Regions from separate parts of the Danio rerio genome. Here region 2 is linked to region 1. The links are chromatin contacts, called in public Hi-C maps. All regions are on one chromosome and are shown on one strand. The core of a region is the stretch at or near the end of the contact, and the rest is flanking DNA. Distances in the headings are between cores, read along the strand shown. Region 1 has its middle 29 kb from the start of wfikkn2b. Region 2 holds the start of tob1b (transducer of ERBB2, 1b).

Region 1 (4,467 bases), core at 1,266-3,765:
TAACTTTTTACTTTATTTTTTTCTTAATTTAACTTAATTTAATTTACATATATTAGGATATATTTAACGTTTTAAATAATTAATAATTAATAAAATTATAAATTGCCAAAGATACTTTAATTTAAATAAATTTTAAATTAAATTAAATTACATTTATTTTAATTTAATTTTCTCAATTTACATTTATATATGTATACATACATACATACATACATATATACATACACAATGTTTAAATTCACTGTCCTTAATTGCACACTATAATTAGTTTTGTGAAAACGATGATGATTTTGCTGAAAGAACTGGCCTGATGTGTGTGTGTGTGTGTGTGTGTGTGTGTGTGTGTGTGTGTGTGTGTGTGTGTGTGTGTGTGTGTGTGTGTGTGTGTGTGTTTGTGTGTGTGTGTGATTCTGAAAGCCATAAAGGAAATGCAGGATCTTTATTGCAAAACAGTAAAAAAAAAAAAAAACAAGTCCAGAATATGCTGAGCTAATGAAGATGATGAGGATGTGTGTGTTCATCAGCATGACCATGCCAAATATAGCATCTGCTCACACACAGACACACACACAGCCTGTGGCACTGCCCAATAGCGTCTTCATCTACTAGACTTTGCTACAGTGAACAAACCTCATCAATAATGAATTGTAGAGTTACCGGAGAGATATCACAGATTCCAGCTCTCGACACAATTATTAACACTCAAAGTCATGAAGACACGTGTGTATTAATAGACATATGAGCATGATCACACGAGTAGCAGTGCGATATGGCTGTATATCAGCACTAGTGGGAGGCGTGCGTTGACTCTTAGTGTCCCAGCAGTTCTGATAATCAGCCATATGGCACTGCTATGAGTGTGATATTGCGTTTATACAACAGTTCGACAGCAGAATCCTGTACATAAAAAAATAATCAAACAAGGAGAGTCTCAAAAACCCTTTCATATGAGCAACTACTTTCTTCCACAGTGAGAGAATGAGTTAGTAAGTGAATGAATGAATGAATGAATAAATGAATGAATGAATGAATGAATGAATGATTCAGCTATTGATCGAGTTGATAAGTGAGTGAGTGAGTGAGTGAGTGAGTGAGTGAGTGAGTGAATGAGTGAGTGAGTGAGTGAGTGAGTGAGTGAGTGAGTGTGTGAATAAGTGAGTGAGTGAGTGAGTGAATGAATGAGTGAGTGAATGAGTGCATAAGTGAGTGAGTGAATAAGTAAGTGAGTGAGTGAGTGTGTGTGTGTGTGAATGAGTGAGTGTGTAAATGAGTGAGTGAGTGAGTGAGTGAATGAGTGAATAAGTGAATCAGTGAGTGAGTGAGTTAGTGTGTGAGTGAGTGTGAGTGAGTGAATGAGTGAGTGAATAAGTGAGTGAGTGAGTGAATGAGTGAGTTAGTGAGAGTGAATGAGTGAGTGTGTGAATGAGTGAGTGAGTGAATGAATGAGTGAATGAGTGAGTGAGTGATTGCGCCAGCAAGTGAGTGAATGAGTGAGTTAGTGAGTGAGTGAGTGTGAGTGAATGAGTGAGTGTGTGAATGAGTGAGTGAGTGAATGAATGAGTGAATGATTGAGTGATTGCGCCAGCAAGTGAGTGAATGAGTGAGTGAATGTGTGAGTAAGTGTGAGTGAGTGAGCGAAGGAGTGAGTGAATAAGTGAGTGAATGAGTGAGTGAATGAGTGAGTGAGTGAATGAGTGTGTGAATGAGTGAGTATGTGAATGAGTGATTGAGTGAATTAGTGAGTGAGTGAGTGAGTGAATGAGTGAGTAAGTAAATGAAGGAGTGAGTGAGTGAGTGAATGAGTGAGTGAGTGAATGAGTGAGTGTGTGAGTGTAAGTGAGTGAGTGAATGAGTGAGTGAGTGAGTGAATGAGTGAGTGAGTGAATGAGTGAGTGAGTGTGTGAGTGTAAGTGAGTGAGTGAATGAATGAGTAAGTGAGTAAGTGAGTAAGTGAGTGAGTGAGTGAGTGAATGAGTGAGTGAGTGAATAAGTGAGTGTGTGAATGAGTAAGTGAGTTAGTGAATGAGTGAGTCAGTTAGTGAGTGAATGAGTTAGTGAGTGAGTGAGTGATTGCGTGAGTGAGAGAATGAGTGAGTGTGCGTGTGTGTGTGTGTGTGTGTGTGTGTGTGTGTGTGTGTGTGTGAATGAGTGAGTGAGTGAGTGAGTGACTCTGAATAAGTGTGCAGCTGACTGAGTGAAAAGTGTGAAAGTGATTATGTAAGAGGCGAGCAGGGATGAACTGAGGTGGAGGAGAGAGAGAGGGATACAGGACAGATGATCTGTCGCATACAGAGAGGTTTGCAGTCTCTGTTAGCTGGGATTATTCCTAGACTCGCTCCCGCTGGATTATGACTACAGAAGCACTCCTTCAGCAGACTCTATTCCAGATCCAGCATGCTCTGTGCCAAAAATAAATGCAATAACTGGCTTCTCACATGCCGCAATGTTGTGTTGTGGTGACGTCAAGCCAGACTCATGCATAGAGATGAGGGGTTTGGTTATGAACACAAGCAGCGCGGCAGCGACACCCTGCGGCCCTCAGGTGAAACACACGCGAGAGTATTATCTGCACCCAAACAATGATGCTCAGACTGTAAACACGAGCAAAGGTCACAGCAGCAGCAGGAGGAGCACGTGCACAGCTTAATGATGCTGATAGTGAGTAAAACTGGAGGTGTCTGTGCCAAAACATTAGATATAAAGACACAAGTGCACATAATGGTGTGCGTGTAATTATTATGTAACACATTAAGAAAGGTCGAAGGTCGAACAGCTTTTTTATTTGACTCATTAGTCAGATTATTACATCAAAATTGTGTTAATCCTAATCTGAATATAATTTAGGTATTAAGTTTAATGATAATCCCCCCCAAATGCCTCCTTATTAATGAATTTGGGTCTAACATGTCAAAATTGGAGTTATATGTGACGTAATTTCGGATGATTTTCATGATAAGCACAACATAGAATATACAAGAAATCTATTTATTTTATTGGGATAATGTTGTACTCACAAATGTTAATTACTTCCTTCGGCATTACCCAAACTGCTGACTTTTCTTTGCAACTTAAATTGCTTAATTACAGCTTTATAAAGTGTTAAACTTTAAATAATGAACTGTATTTAATATTTAATCATACATAAAATATGATTTACCAATTATTACCTTAAAATAGCTTATATATATGTATATATATATATATATATATATATATATATATATATATATATATATATATATATATATATATATATTTTCCTTATTGTTTAATAAATCATTTATATATAAATATAAACGGCAGCTCCTCCGTGTATCTTTACTCTTATATCTCACTCTATTAAAGGGAAAGAAGTAAATCCTCATTGTTTTCTCTAGTGCATGTGCAAATGTCAATAATCAATCTGGCCTGTAATATTAATTATCCACTCCTGAAACACAATCTGTACAACACTGACATCTACTGGTGGGCTCAGAACATGACATGCGCAGTGGACTGATTTCACACATGCCAGCGTCTATATATTTATTTATTTTTTTATTTTTTTATTTATTTATAAAAGAATAGCTTAATTTAAAGGGCCAGAGCATGTGAAGAAAGGATTTGGAATAAATAAATTATATTTATAATATATGGCCCAGCTTATTAGGTACAGCTTTTAAGCCTAAATGTGGAAGGGGAGTGTGAACTTATATATATATATAATGTGTGTGTGTGTGTGTGTGGCCTCACAGCTAGAAGGTCGCTGGTCCGAGCCTCGGCTGGGCCAGTTGGTGTTTCTGTGTAGAGTTTGCATGTTCTCCCTGTGTTGGTGTGGGTTTCCTCTGGGTGCTCTGTTTTCCCCCCACAGTCCAAACACATGCGCTATAGGAGGATTGGGTATCAAACCCCACACAGTTTGGCAGTCTGTTTGCTTTTTATTTTACTCTTTATTAAATGCATGTATTTGGCCAGCGGGCACACATTCGTCTCTAACAAGGTCTCCATCAAGTTATTCCAGGTAACATTTTTGGTTAATTTCCCAGTGTGTAAACAACATTATCTGAATAGTAATTATTTGCTTTCACTGAACCAGAACGTTCCCTATTGTTAATTAAACCTAATTTGGAAGAGCAGAGCAACTTAAGCTGATCGCCACCCACGCCACAAATACTACAGTAAATACCGCAGTGTTATTGAACTATGATACTATAGTAAATTACTTGAGTTAATGTGCTGTGGTGATTCTATAGTAGCTATGGTAACAACCATATTAATGTTGTGATTCTATAGTTGCTATGGTAACACAACTATAGTCATTGATACATTGTGATGATTCTGCGATTGCAATGTTAACACGGCTACAGTAATTAACATGTTGTGGTGATTCTATAGTTGCTATGATAACGCAATTACAGTAATTGATACGTTGTAGTGATTCTGCGGTTGCCATGGTAACACAACTACAGTAATTAATATGTTATGTTG
Region 2 (4,385 bases), core at 400-2,899, 34 kb before region 1:
CGTATTTTCAAACTACAGCTGATCAAATCTTTATTAAACAGGTATTCCAAGTCGATCTTTCTCTTTTGTATGTTGTAGTGCCGTATTTATACCATATAATTGTAGTGTGTTTAGTGTGAGATGGGACTCATATCACATACTCAGAAATACTGGGAAATCTCTGTAGACTCACGACATTTCATGCTGTTCAGCCTTATAATCTTAAAAAGTGAGCAAAATCAGCTGTTTTGTCTTCACTTTAGACATTACGCTAGAGAATCATTCAAACACTAGCTCTACAGATGTGAATGAATGGTGGAATAAAGTAGTTCCTCATACAAAAGGGTTTTTGAGACTCTCCGTGTTTAATAATCTTTTTTATATACACGATTATGCTGTCGAACTGTTGTATAAACGCAATATCACACTCATAGCAGTGCCATATGGCTGTATATCGGCACTGGTGGGACACTAAGGCACTCGGTCTGCAGCCTTGAGGCAAAGCGCGCCTCCCAGCAGTGCCGATATACAGCCATATCGCACCTGCTACTCGTGTGATAATGCTCATCTATATATATATATATATATATATATATATATATATATATATATATATATATATATATATATATATATATATATATTGAAAAAAAGGATAAACAAAATTGATAAATAATTAAAATAATTATACATTGTAATTAAAATAATCTAACCATTACTTTAAGCTGCAATCATACAGCTCGATTCAGATAAATTATTAAATAAATTATTAAAATAATAAATGTATTTAAATGTATAAACAAGCAAACAAATGAATAAACCAGTTAATCAACACAGTACAAAGAATATATATAATAAATGTAAACTAAATGCAGGATAAATATTTAATACAAATAATATATATTTATTTTTTTACCCAGAAAAATAAATGTAAATCTTCTACAGAAAGACATTTTATTTTGGGGTCCCTCGCAGAGGATTATTATATTTGGGGGTCCACATTGAAGACCCTGAACAAGCGTGTGTTTGCATACACGCTGATGACGAAAACACGGCCAGCCAATAGCTGAGGAAGACCTGTCGACGCAAAACACACACAAACGACAAATCACAGCCCAGTGGACAAATGACCAGAGTCCCTCCGCGCTCTATTCAACCTGCTGAAATCAACACACATTCAGCATTCTCACAGCATTTAATACTGTCAGGAGCTCGTATGAACACACAACACTGGAAACAGATTTATGAGGGCTTAAGGAGTTTTCCATAAACCATAATAAAACAGGCGATGTATTATAGTGTTTAGATCTGCGTGTGGGAGGAAGATACTTAATACATAACATTTAACGCCAGCCTTGAATGTACTTCACGCTTATTGGTCACGAGGCGGGACGCTTTGATTATTGACGCGGCGCAAAGCCAACCAGAAAGGTGAATTCAGAGGCAAACATGTGACGTCAGCGCGCTCGTCCAATCGTTAGCACCGCTGGGGTTTTGACCTCTGGAAACCGCATCACCGCCCACATCATGTCCGTGGCGGAGGAGCGCTATAAAGCAGATCCAGAGCCGAGTTTAAAGGGCAGAGTTGTAAAAACTCCCAGGCAGTGGGGAGTCGGATTGCCTGACAACAGACTTTAAAAGACAAATCAACATAAAATCGACTAAATCACATCCATGCAACCCAACTGGAATATTCCCGTCGACATCTGTTAGCTAGCAACCGAAGCGGAGAAGAAACACGGTCGTTTAATGTAAGTATCTGGCGCTGATGTGATCATTCAGTAAATACATCGCTGCATTTCAATGTCATTTCCTTAAAGGGGTAGATCATGACAATATAGCTGACAGTCGAGCTCGGTGGAGCACGAAAAGACGATATAACCGGTTTATTGTATGGAAATAAGACGCGTCGACGGTTAAAGACCGAGGATCTGATATAATCATTTTTTAGATGAGTTTCAGTTAGCTATCGCTTCAAGACGGTGATCATTAATATTCTGCTTGATATGAGAGCTGGATGTGTTTGATAAATGGTTCGTTTCATGATGAATTCGCCTCATAGTCATGTGAGCCCCTCTCTCTCTCCTATATGTGTATGTATGTGTGTGTGCGCTTTACGGAAATGTGTGATCAGGGCAGTTCTCAGCTCTGCTGACCACACGACAATCCCAAAACATCCACCGTGCCAAAGTTCATTCCGTCAGTAAGCGTTCATTTGCTGTTTGTTTTGCTCGTTTATTTCGCTCCTGACCGCGTCAAAGCATCCAGAATGTTCTCATTCCATATTCATCATAATAATGGCCGCGTCTCAAACCGAGCGTTCGACGCTCACCGGGGTTTAAAACACGCCCGACGCATGTTTACAGCGGAATCTAACAAATATACATGTCGAAAATTGAATCCAGTGTGTATCGTATGTTTATTCGATCACACATACTAATTTGGTCAACATATACACACGCCCCGAGCGGAGCTGCACGCCATTGGTCGCGACCGTCGGGAAATCCGATCGCCGATCTGTTGCGCAATATCGCCTGGCTGTGTCGCATTGTGCTCAGATGCCCTAAATTCGCATAAAAGGCGTTTTTACGCAACAGTTGACGGAATAAGCAGGCAAGAGAATCCGTGTTATGTAATCCCCCTCAGCGCTGAATTTAAAGCAGATCAGATGGAGGGTTTGATGTGTTTGTTTACATAATGTGGAGCTCAGTCTGAACACCTTGCCTTTTTTTTCTTTCCCCTTTTCAAGGAGACGATTTTTCCCATCATCCACCAGCACCCACTGATCACTACTGCCTTGGAGGTTTTTGCAGCACTCGACACTTAAAAACGCAGCTCTCGACTAAAACAGCTATGCAGCTTGAAATACAAGTAGCGCTGAACTTCATCATTTCCTATCTATACAACAAACTCCCACGGAGGCGAGTCAACATTTTCGGCGAGGAGCTGGAGAGGCAGTTAAAGAAGAAATACGAAGGACATTGGTACCCCGATAAGCCATATAAAGGATCCGGGTTTAGGTGTATCCACGTGGGCGAAAAAGTAGATCCGGTCGTTGAAGAAGCAGCCAAAGAAAGCGGACTGGACATCGAAGATGTCCGCAATAACTTGCCTCAGGACCTCAGCGTTTGGATCGACCCTTTCGAGGTGTCCTATCAGATTGGAGAAAAGGGAGCCGTTAAGGTGCTATACATTGACGATAATAGCGAAAACGGCTCCGAGTTGGATAAAGAAATCAGAAACAGTTTTAACCCCGAGGCTCAGGTGTTCATGCCAATCAGCGAGCCGGTGGGCGTGTCCTCCGAGTCTAGTTCTCCGTCGCCGCCGCCATTCGGTCAGTCGGCGTCGGTCAGTCCGTCCTTCATGCCGCAACGCTCCGCTCAGCCTTTAACCTTCACCACCGCCTCATTTGCCGCCACCAAATTCGGCTCCACTAAAATGAAGAACAGCGGCCGAAACGGCGGGAAAGTTGCACGCACATCGCCCACCAATTTGGGCCTGAATGTCAACAGCCTCCTCAAGCAGAAAGCCATTTCCAGCTCCATGCATTCGCTCTACGGTTTCGGTCTTGGGAGTCCGCAGCCACAGAAACCCTCCGCTTTGTCTCCCAACGCCAAGGAGTTTGTGTTCCCCAATCTGCAGGGCTCCAGCGCAGCATTCGCTAGCGAGAACGCGCTCAGCCCGTTGCCGTACGGCAATGCCTTCGACGTGTTCACGGCGTACGGGAACGTCAATGACAAGTCGCTCATAGAGGGCTTAAACTTCAGTCTGGGCAACATGCAGTATTCAAACCAGCAGTTCCAGCCGGTCATGGCTAACTGAGGAGCGATTGTTGGCGTAAAAAGGAAAACGAAAGGCAAAGACGCACTTGCGATGTGGAAACCAAGACCCCAGTCGTCACCGATAAGCGCATGTGCCCAAGGGTGTTATTTAATTTGATTTATTTTCTTTCTTCCTTCAATCTTGACCCCCTTGAGTTTGTACTAAAAGCTTGTGTTACACACACACACACACACACTTACACATATACACATGCACATCCAAGCCTGGTCAACACACGTCAATGTTGTCTTTTCCTTTTTTGCCAATAATGCAAAAAAAAACAACAAAAAAAACGATTTTTTACTACCTTTTTGGAAGAAAAACACTCTAAAATGTTGGGAAAAAACACAGAAGTTCAAGTTCTGGCCTCTTACAGTATTTTAAAGTGGGTAAGACTTGGCTGATTTTTAAGAAATTGGCACTACATATGAAATACCTGGGGTTACGTGGTCTCTTTTTTCTAATTGTATAATTTAATTGAGTACAGAGTTTGTAAAATATCAGAGTATATATATTGTTTCTACAACATGGTATTGCATTTATATCTTTTTACTACTCCAGTGATCTGTGATGGCTGCAGAAGC

The links. A called contact is a pair of places that touch in the nucleus more often than the background predicts.
Region 2: a contact with region 1 is called in a Hi-C map of an unstated tissue, with 5 times the contacts expected there. The contact joins the promoter of tob1b here to the enhancer-like site in region 1. A contact is called at or near these places in 2 of 18 Hi-C or Micro-C datasets (caudal fin and an unstated tissue).

What each region holds. Positions count from the first base shown.
Region 1 is chr12:1,012,944-1,017,410 of GRCz12tu, reverse strand. No RefSeq gene overlaps it. Among named protein-coding and RNA genes, the nearest start is that of wfikkn2b, 29 kb to the right of the region's middle. Within about 2 kb of position 2,515, at least 15 of the 62 cell types and tissues checked have an H3K27ac peak or open chromatin away from gene starts, as enhancers often do.
Region 2 is chr12:1,046,193-1,050,577 of GRCz12tu, reverse strand. It overlaps tob1b (transducer of ERBB2, 1b), which reads left to right and starts at 1,649. Exons shown (of 2, transcript NM_212974.1): 1 at 1,649-1,730; 2 at 2,729-4,385. The coding sequence starts at 2,833. The coding sequence ends at 3,801.